2 separate regions of the Mus musculus genome follow, and region 1 is linked to region 2. A link is a contact called in public promoter capture Hi-C data. All regions are on one chromosome and are shown on one strand. Each heading gives the region's core, a stretch centred on a gene start, on an enhancer-like site or on the middle of the called end of the contact. The rest is flanking DNA. Distances are from core to core; before and after follow the strand shown.

Region 1 (3,262 bases), core at 719-3,218, 190 kb before region 2:
AGCTCTGAGTACTCAGCCAGCCAGCAGCTTCAAGCCCGGGCTCCAAAGAGTAAAATCCAATCAATGTCCAGAGACTAGGAGTGGCAGAGGGAGCAAGAACAGTTAAGACACCAACACCTACACTGAGCACATCCCCTGGAGGAAGGGACTAAGGTCCCTGCTGAGTCCTCAGCTCCTGGCTCCAGCATGCCTGCCCCAGCAAATGCTTGGCACAGTGTTGCTTATAGTTCAGCAGTTACCCACTGAGCTCAGGAGGGCTCAGGGAGAAGCTGCTCAAACCTACCACTGTATTTATTCCTCCTAAAACCGTAGGACTGTTTTGCCGAAAGAGGCTCGGAGAAAGCAGGTGATTCCTTCCTTTCATATCACATAGGCAGAAAGTAGCAGAGCCGGGATTTGAAGACAAGTTTAATCAGCTCTGGGGCTCTATCCCTTGTAAACGGCCAGATGGTTGGAGAACCCAAGGAAGTCCCTGAATACCTGGTTTAAGCACAAACTGCATGGACCCCTCCCCAGCAGGCCCCTGCCCAGAGAGTGTCCCACTGGGCCATCCTCTTCACTTGCCTATGGGGACAGAGTTGGCAGTTGCGTGATTGTGATTACGGACTGATTGGTGGCTGGCAGCAACTGTGGAGATGGGTTGTCAATCCCTTGGTGAAAGACCCTCTTTCCACCATTCAGGCCCCAAAACCCAGTGAGAAGTCATCACCAGCAGAGAACAGAGCAATAGGAAAAGCAGCTGCCTTCCATCTCTCTCCAAGATATCACCCTTAGAGACAGGGTTGGACACAGCAATTCCCCCAGGCCCAAGCCCTGAAGGCCCCTGATGGCACTGCTAGCTAGGGCCCCTTGTTGCTCTGGCTTAGCTACAACATTTCCCACCTTAGCCAGGGACTACAAGAGCTATAGAGGGACCATTCATTCGCTTCTGAGATACTAGGAGGGGAAACCCACTCCTTGAGGTTGGGTTGTACAGAGGTAATGGGGGCCTGGGATCCAGGCAACCAGGAAGCCAGCCAAGGAGACCTATTCTCCCAAATGAACAAGATGCCAGAATAGCCCATGAAGGGTCTTGCCAAGCTTCCTTGAAGCCTTGGGTGACCCATCGTGCCCCTGACCACTTTTTCCCAGCTTCCCAGAAGCCCCTTCTTTCACCCTGAAGCTGCGTGAGCACCACCTCTCTCCTTTTTACTAAGAAGGGGAGTGTTTCTCTGGGTACAATGGTGTCACGTTGGAAGGAAAAAGTGGCCGCTTCCCAACCAGGGTACAGGCAGGAGGGAGAAAGGCAGGCTACCTTTCCAGGAGGGATTTTAAGCACTTTGCAAAAATGCCATGCGAAGCAATGCTGTTGAAGATCAGGGCCCCAGGTGAAACCCTGAGCGTCAGCAAAGTACTCCAGATTCTAGGGTTCCTACCCCATTTTCCAGGTTTCCTCAGGCTCAGCCCCCGCCCCACAGTCATCCCAGGTTGTGCGCATCGCGGAGCCTCCCCCCCAAACCCTCCCCCCCGCCCCCCAGATCTGGCATACATCCCTACGTAGCGCTCGGCGGCCGGCCGGAACCCCCCTTCCCGGCGTGGTCCCCTGCCCTGACCGCAGCCCCCTCCCCACGCCCACTCGCAGGCGCGCAAGGCCTGCTGACTTACCCCGAGGTGGGGCCGGGGTCCACGCCTGGAGCGGGATTCCGCTGGCGGAGTGGCGCCGCAAGGCGAGGCAGGTGCTGCCCCGGGACCCCGCCCCGCGGACCCGGCGGTAGGCGCGGCCCGGCCCCGAGCGGGCGCGGACTCCGAAGGGGTAGGGACGCGGGGCGGGGAGGGGCAGCGACAGAGACTCACGGGGGCATCGCCCGCCACCGGGCCGGACAGCTCCGCTCCGCCCGCCTGCGCTGCTGGCTCCGCAGTCGCCACACAGTTCTCAGTCGCCGCCGGGTGCAAAGCCCAAGCCACGGCTGGCGGGAGGAAGCGGGCCCTGGCAGGGGCGGGGCCTAGGGCTGGTGGGAGGGATTAGTGGATGGGGCGGGGCCAGATGGGGCGGGGCCCGAAGGTGGGCGTGGCCTCTGGAATCTGGATCTTCTAGGTGTATCCTTGAGGAGTAGGCCTGGAAGAAGTGAACCTCTAAGAATCAGGGGTTGGGGGCCGCTCAAGTCCCTAAGATGCTCCTCCTGTCCCCTGCCTGTCCACTCTTCTACACAATCTGTTCCTTCTCAAACTTCCTTGTCCTTGGGGGCACCTCCCAGGTGCCTCCATCTATTCTGAACAAGATCAAGGAATGTCAGATGGTGAGCAGTAAGGCTAAACACCTTACAAACATAGAGTCCATTTTAAAGACCAAAAAAAGGGGGGAAACTTTCGGAGGAGAAATGACTTGCTCAAGTGCCTGCTGTAAAAGATTTTCTGGAAAGAGGGAGGGAGAGAGAGAGAGAGAGAGAGAGAGAGAGATCAGGAGTCACAAAAGAGTGCTGCTTTTGAAGATCAGAGTTCAGTTCCCAACACCCAAGTCAGACAACTGTTACTTCAGCTCCAAGGAATCTGATGCCCTCTTCTGGCACCTGAAGGCTCCAGCACATGTGTGCACATACACACACGAAGTGAAAGTAAGTCCTTTGTTTAAAAAAAAGGAACTTCCAATATACTTTCAGACTTCAGGTAAGGGGCCTATGACCCATATTAGCTCCTTTGCCACCTGTGGCAGTGCCTTTCAACTGGGGACAGTTTTGTCCTGAAGGGATTTTTCACAATATCTTGAGTTACTCGTAGTTTCTGCAATTATGAGGGGTTTCCAGTAAGAACCAACCCTGGAACTGTGCTGGCCAGTCCTGATACCAAAGAGTCCTCAGGCCCTGTGTCAATAGGACTGCAAGTGGGAACCCTGTATTACTGTTGGTTCTCTAGAGGGACAGAATTTAGAGAAGAAACACATACACACACACACACACACGCACACACACACACACACACACACGCACACACACACGTACACGCACACATGTGGGAGGGGATTTATTAAAATGGCTTACAGGATGTGATCCGGCTTGTCCAACAATGGCTGTACAATGGAAAGTCCAAGAACTCAGGAGTTATTCACTCCACAAGGCCAGATGGCCTTCAATATCTGCTGGAATGCCAAAGAAGTGGGTTCAAATGTTAGTGACGGACTGAGGTTGCCAGTGAGGGTGAGGGCCAGTATGCAAAGAGAGCAAGCTTTTTTTGCTTCCATCAACAGTGGATCTTTCAACCTCAAACGATCCAGGGTAAAAGTGGGTCT
Region 2 (3,323 bases), core at 717-3,216:
CTCAAGACAGTTGTCATTCCATATTGTTGATCCCATCAAATGTACCTCCCTGAAGCTGAAATGACCTCCACCCCAACTAGCTGAACCTATTCCACCTGTTTTCTGGACAAGTCCCTTCCATGTTCCAAGAACAGTCTGTTTCCAGGTCTGTCCCTATGATTCCTTATGCACCAACGCTCAGAACAAACATCTCTATAGTTTCCGGAGGTGACTAAGAGTCTGACAGTGTGCTATAGTCATTACATGGATGAAGTATGAAGTATGTGTGAAGTATGTATGGTTCAGTCTCTATCAACACACACACACACACACACACACACACACACACCGCTATAAAAGTATCACAACCATATCCTTCCAAAGAAACCAAAAGGGCAGTGTCGTGGGCAAGTGAGATAGTCTCTGTTCAAAGCTAGGGCTGCCTGGATCTTCAGGGGACCCCCCCCCCCCAGTTCCTGGAGTCCTAGTGGCTAGGAAATCAAACGGATTAAGCTGTTAACTGGCCAGGCAGCAGCCTGGACCCCTCAGGTTATGTCATGACAATTGCACAACTCTCAAGACATTTTCAAAAGAAACTATCAGGTCTCTTGTCCTTTGGGCTGTTGAGGTTGCGAGCCTCAGTTTCACTTTGGGACTCTAACAGCCTCAGACTTTTTGCAAGTTACAGGTACTTGAGGGTGGGGATGAAAAGGAAATGGAAACTCAAAATTGTAAAGCAACCCAGTTTTATTTTGGTTTTAGAGGCCAGCGGGAGCATGGCTCCACTCTGCAGGGGTTAGGTGTAAAATCCTTCCCTCCCCCGGGCCAGGGGCCCAGGGAAGGTAGGGGGTACGGAGAGATGGCTCCCTAGACCCAATCCGGTTAGTAGGCTGCTCGAGAAGGAAGGTCAGGCAGAGGCCTGTAATGGCTCAGATTGGGGCAAGGCGGCGGAAAGAGGGCACAGAATCCAAGAACGTGGAATCCGAAGGCTGGTTCAGTTCCCTCCATTAGACCGCTGAGGCTTGGGTATGAGAAGCGAGACCCAACTGTCATCTGGCAGGAGGCAGAGCCTGGAGGCAAGGCAGGTGTTCTCGGCTGGAGCCGTCTCGGCACGAAAACCAGGCGCCTCCACCCTCACGGAGGGTGTGTGGGAGCCGGGCCACCGGGCGCAAGGTCCCGTGTCTCTGGGTGGTGGCTCTCAACAGCTCACCGAGCCGGCGGCCGGCGCTGACCCCAGGTCTGAGAAGCAATCGAACTCGCTCTGGCCGAGGAAGAGCTCCGGCAGCTCGCGTACGCGGTGCAACCCGAGCTCGAGTTCCAGCGACGTCAGCGCCTCTTCGTCGATGAGCTCGGTGTCCATGCAGCCCAGGGCGGGTGGCGGCGGCGGCGGCGGCAACGAGGCTGCGGCTCCGGGCGCCGGCTGCAGAGGTGAGGGCCCTCCAGCGGCTGCCGGGGGCGCCGGGATGCGGCCCGGGGACGGTGTGGCTGCAGACTGCAGGTGCGTGCTACCGGCGCCCGGCGACTGCGAGACGGGGAAGGGCTGGAAAGAGACCGGCGACCCGAAGGAGCCGTATGCCAGGGTCCCGGGTGGCGGCGGCGGTCCCAGCGGAGCCCCCCGCGGCCGCAGACCGCTGTCCATGCCCGGGCCTGCGTATGGCTGCAGAGTCCGGGGAGCGTGCGGGCCGTGGGTGTGCGGCGGCACCTGTAGCAGGCAGTAGCCCTCGGCGAGCATCAGGTGGTCGGCCATAGCAGCTGGCGGACAGTCAGGGCACGCCCCGGGTCTCGGCCAGCGGCTCCTCTTGGGCGGGAGACCCGGGCACTGTGCAGTCCCTGCAACTCAACCAGGCAGAGGAAGAATAAATCGGATTCGTTCACTGTCTCACCCGGGTCTCCCGGATCTCCTCTCTTCTGCGCTGCCCACAGCAGTAGTTGCAGGCCGCAAAAGAAACAGACAGCCCAAGGGTTCCCAGGCTTTCGCGCAGTGCCTTGAAGTCCGGAGATTTTTTATACCAAGAGGCGGGAACGCCACGCCCACTCTCTGTCATTGGCTGGATGAATCCCTTCTGGGCGGGTCGTGAACCTGTCCAAGAAGGTATTGGTCCCGCCCCCTACCAGAGCTCCGCCCTTTGGGCCTGCAAGGGCGTCCCAGGATGCAGGCACTTTGGTAGGGCTGGGTGGTTGACATTTTTCTGGGGCTTGGTCAGGCCTTCGAGGTACTGGTTAAGAGGGGGTATGGGAGTAGCTTGAATTTGCCAGATGAGGTGAGAGGGCCAGTTCCTGTAGTTTCAGGATCTTGGCGTCACTCAATTTACTATTTTTTCGGACTGAGCCTCAGAGGCAGGAGAGATTTCCTGGAAACACACAGTAAATAAAGCCTTTAAGATTCAAACCCGGAACTTTGTATTGCACTTCAGCGAAGTGCAATGTCCTTTGAAGAGGTCAGCTCTCTGTTCCTACAATCCCCAGGGAGCCAATTGCTCCTTCTCTCTGGTTCACACTGTGCTGTCTGTTGAAGCTTGTCCTGAGTTGTTATTAAAGTAATTTATGGGCATGTCTCCTGAAGGACTTGTTCATCTTCTTACCCTCAGCATTTGGCCCGCAGCCTGGTTCAGAGCTGGCTTTCTGTAAAAGTGGAATGAATGAGCAAATGATGGCGTGAATTGCAGCTCATTCACCAAACTGCGGCTTTCTCCTCCGTAGGATGCTGGCCAGAGTAGCAGAGACCACAAGCGCCTATGGTGAAAGTTAGCTGAGGCTCTGTGTGTGTGTGTGTGTGTGTGTGTGTGTGTGTGTGTGTGTGTATAGAGCCCTCCATAGTGCCTGGCACATACATATGTATTAAATGTTCTTTAATCTAGTGAAAGGTTGGCTATAAGGCTGGCTCTAATGATCACCCAATGGGGGATTTCCAAAGCTTCTTTGAATCACAATAATCCTAACTTGGAGCTTTAGAGTGCTCTACATTCTACAAGTGCCTTTCTGGGGTAGGGTATGAATTTTTAGCCCTATTTTGCAGATAAGAAGACTAAGGCACCAAAGGAAAATGAGGCTGTGCAGAGGCTGTATGCAAATAGTCATTCCTATATGCAACAAGCTCTTTGAGCCACAGGCATGCCGGGGACGGTTTCCTGGAGCCTGACTTACACATGTTGGCTTTCCCCTCCTCAGGCTCCCCTCCCCCCTGCAGCAGCCTCTGGCCTTCCTGGAACTTTGGTTTATCTAGCTGGTGTAGAGGGGAGAAGTTTAGCAGCCGAGTTCAGAGGCCCAAGTTCTAATCATAGCTCTGCCACCTGCAGGGGCGTTGGGTGGGGGCTGGGGGGGCATCACTTGATTCCATAGGGCCT

What was found. Promoter capture Hi-C pulls out the DNA fragments that hold promoters and counts their contacts.
Region 1: a promoter capture Hi-C map of hematopoietic stem and progenitor cells shows a contact between it and region 2. The contact joins the promoter of Rims3 here to the promoter of Cited4 in region 2. A contact is called at or near these places in 10 of 39 promoter capture datasets (the 3T3-L1 cell line, the HPC-7 cell line, cranial neural crest and 6 more), 4 of 484 Hi-C or Micro-C datasets (cortical neurons, embryonic stem cells, immediate neuronal precursor and 1 more) and 2 of 9 other capture datasets (adipose tissue and pancreatic islet).

What each region holds. Positions count from the first base shown.
Region 1 is chr4:120,853,505-120,856,766 of GRCm38.p6, reverse strand. Rims3 (regulating synaptic membrane exocytosis 3) reads right to left here and starts at 1,968. Exons shown (of 8, transcript NM_182929.3): 1 at 1,645-1,968.
Region 2 is chr4:120,665,206-120,668,528 of GRCm38.p6, reverse strand. It overlaps Cited4 (Cbp/p300-interacting transactivator, with Glu/Asp-rich carboxy-terminal domain, 4), which reads right to left and starts at 1,966. Exons shown (of 1, transcript NM_019563.2): 1 at 709-1,966. The coding sequence starts at 1,726. The coding sequence ends at 1,178.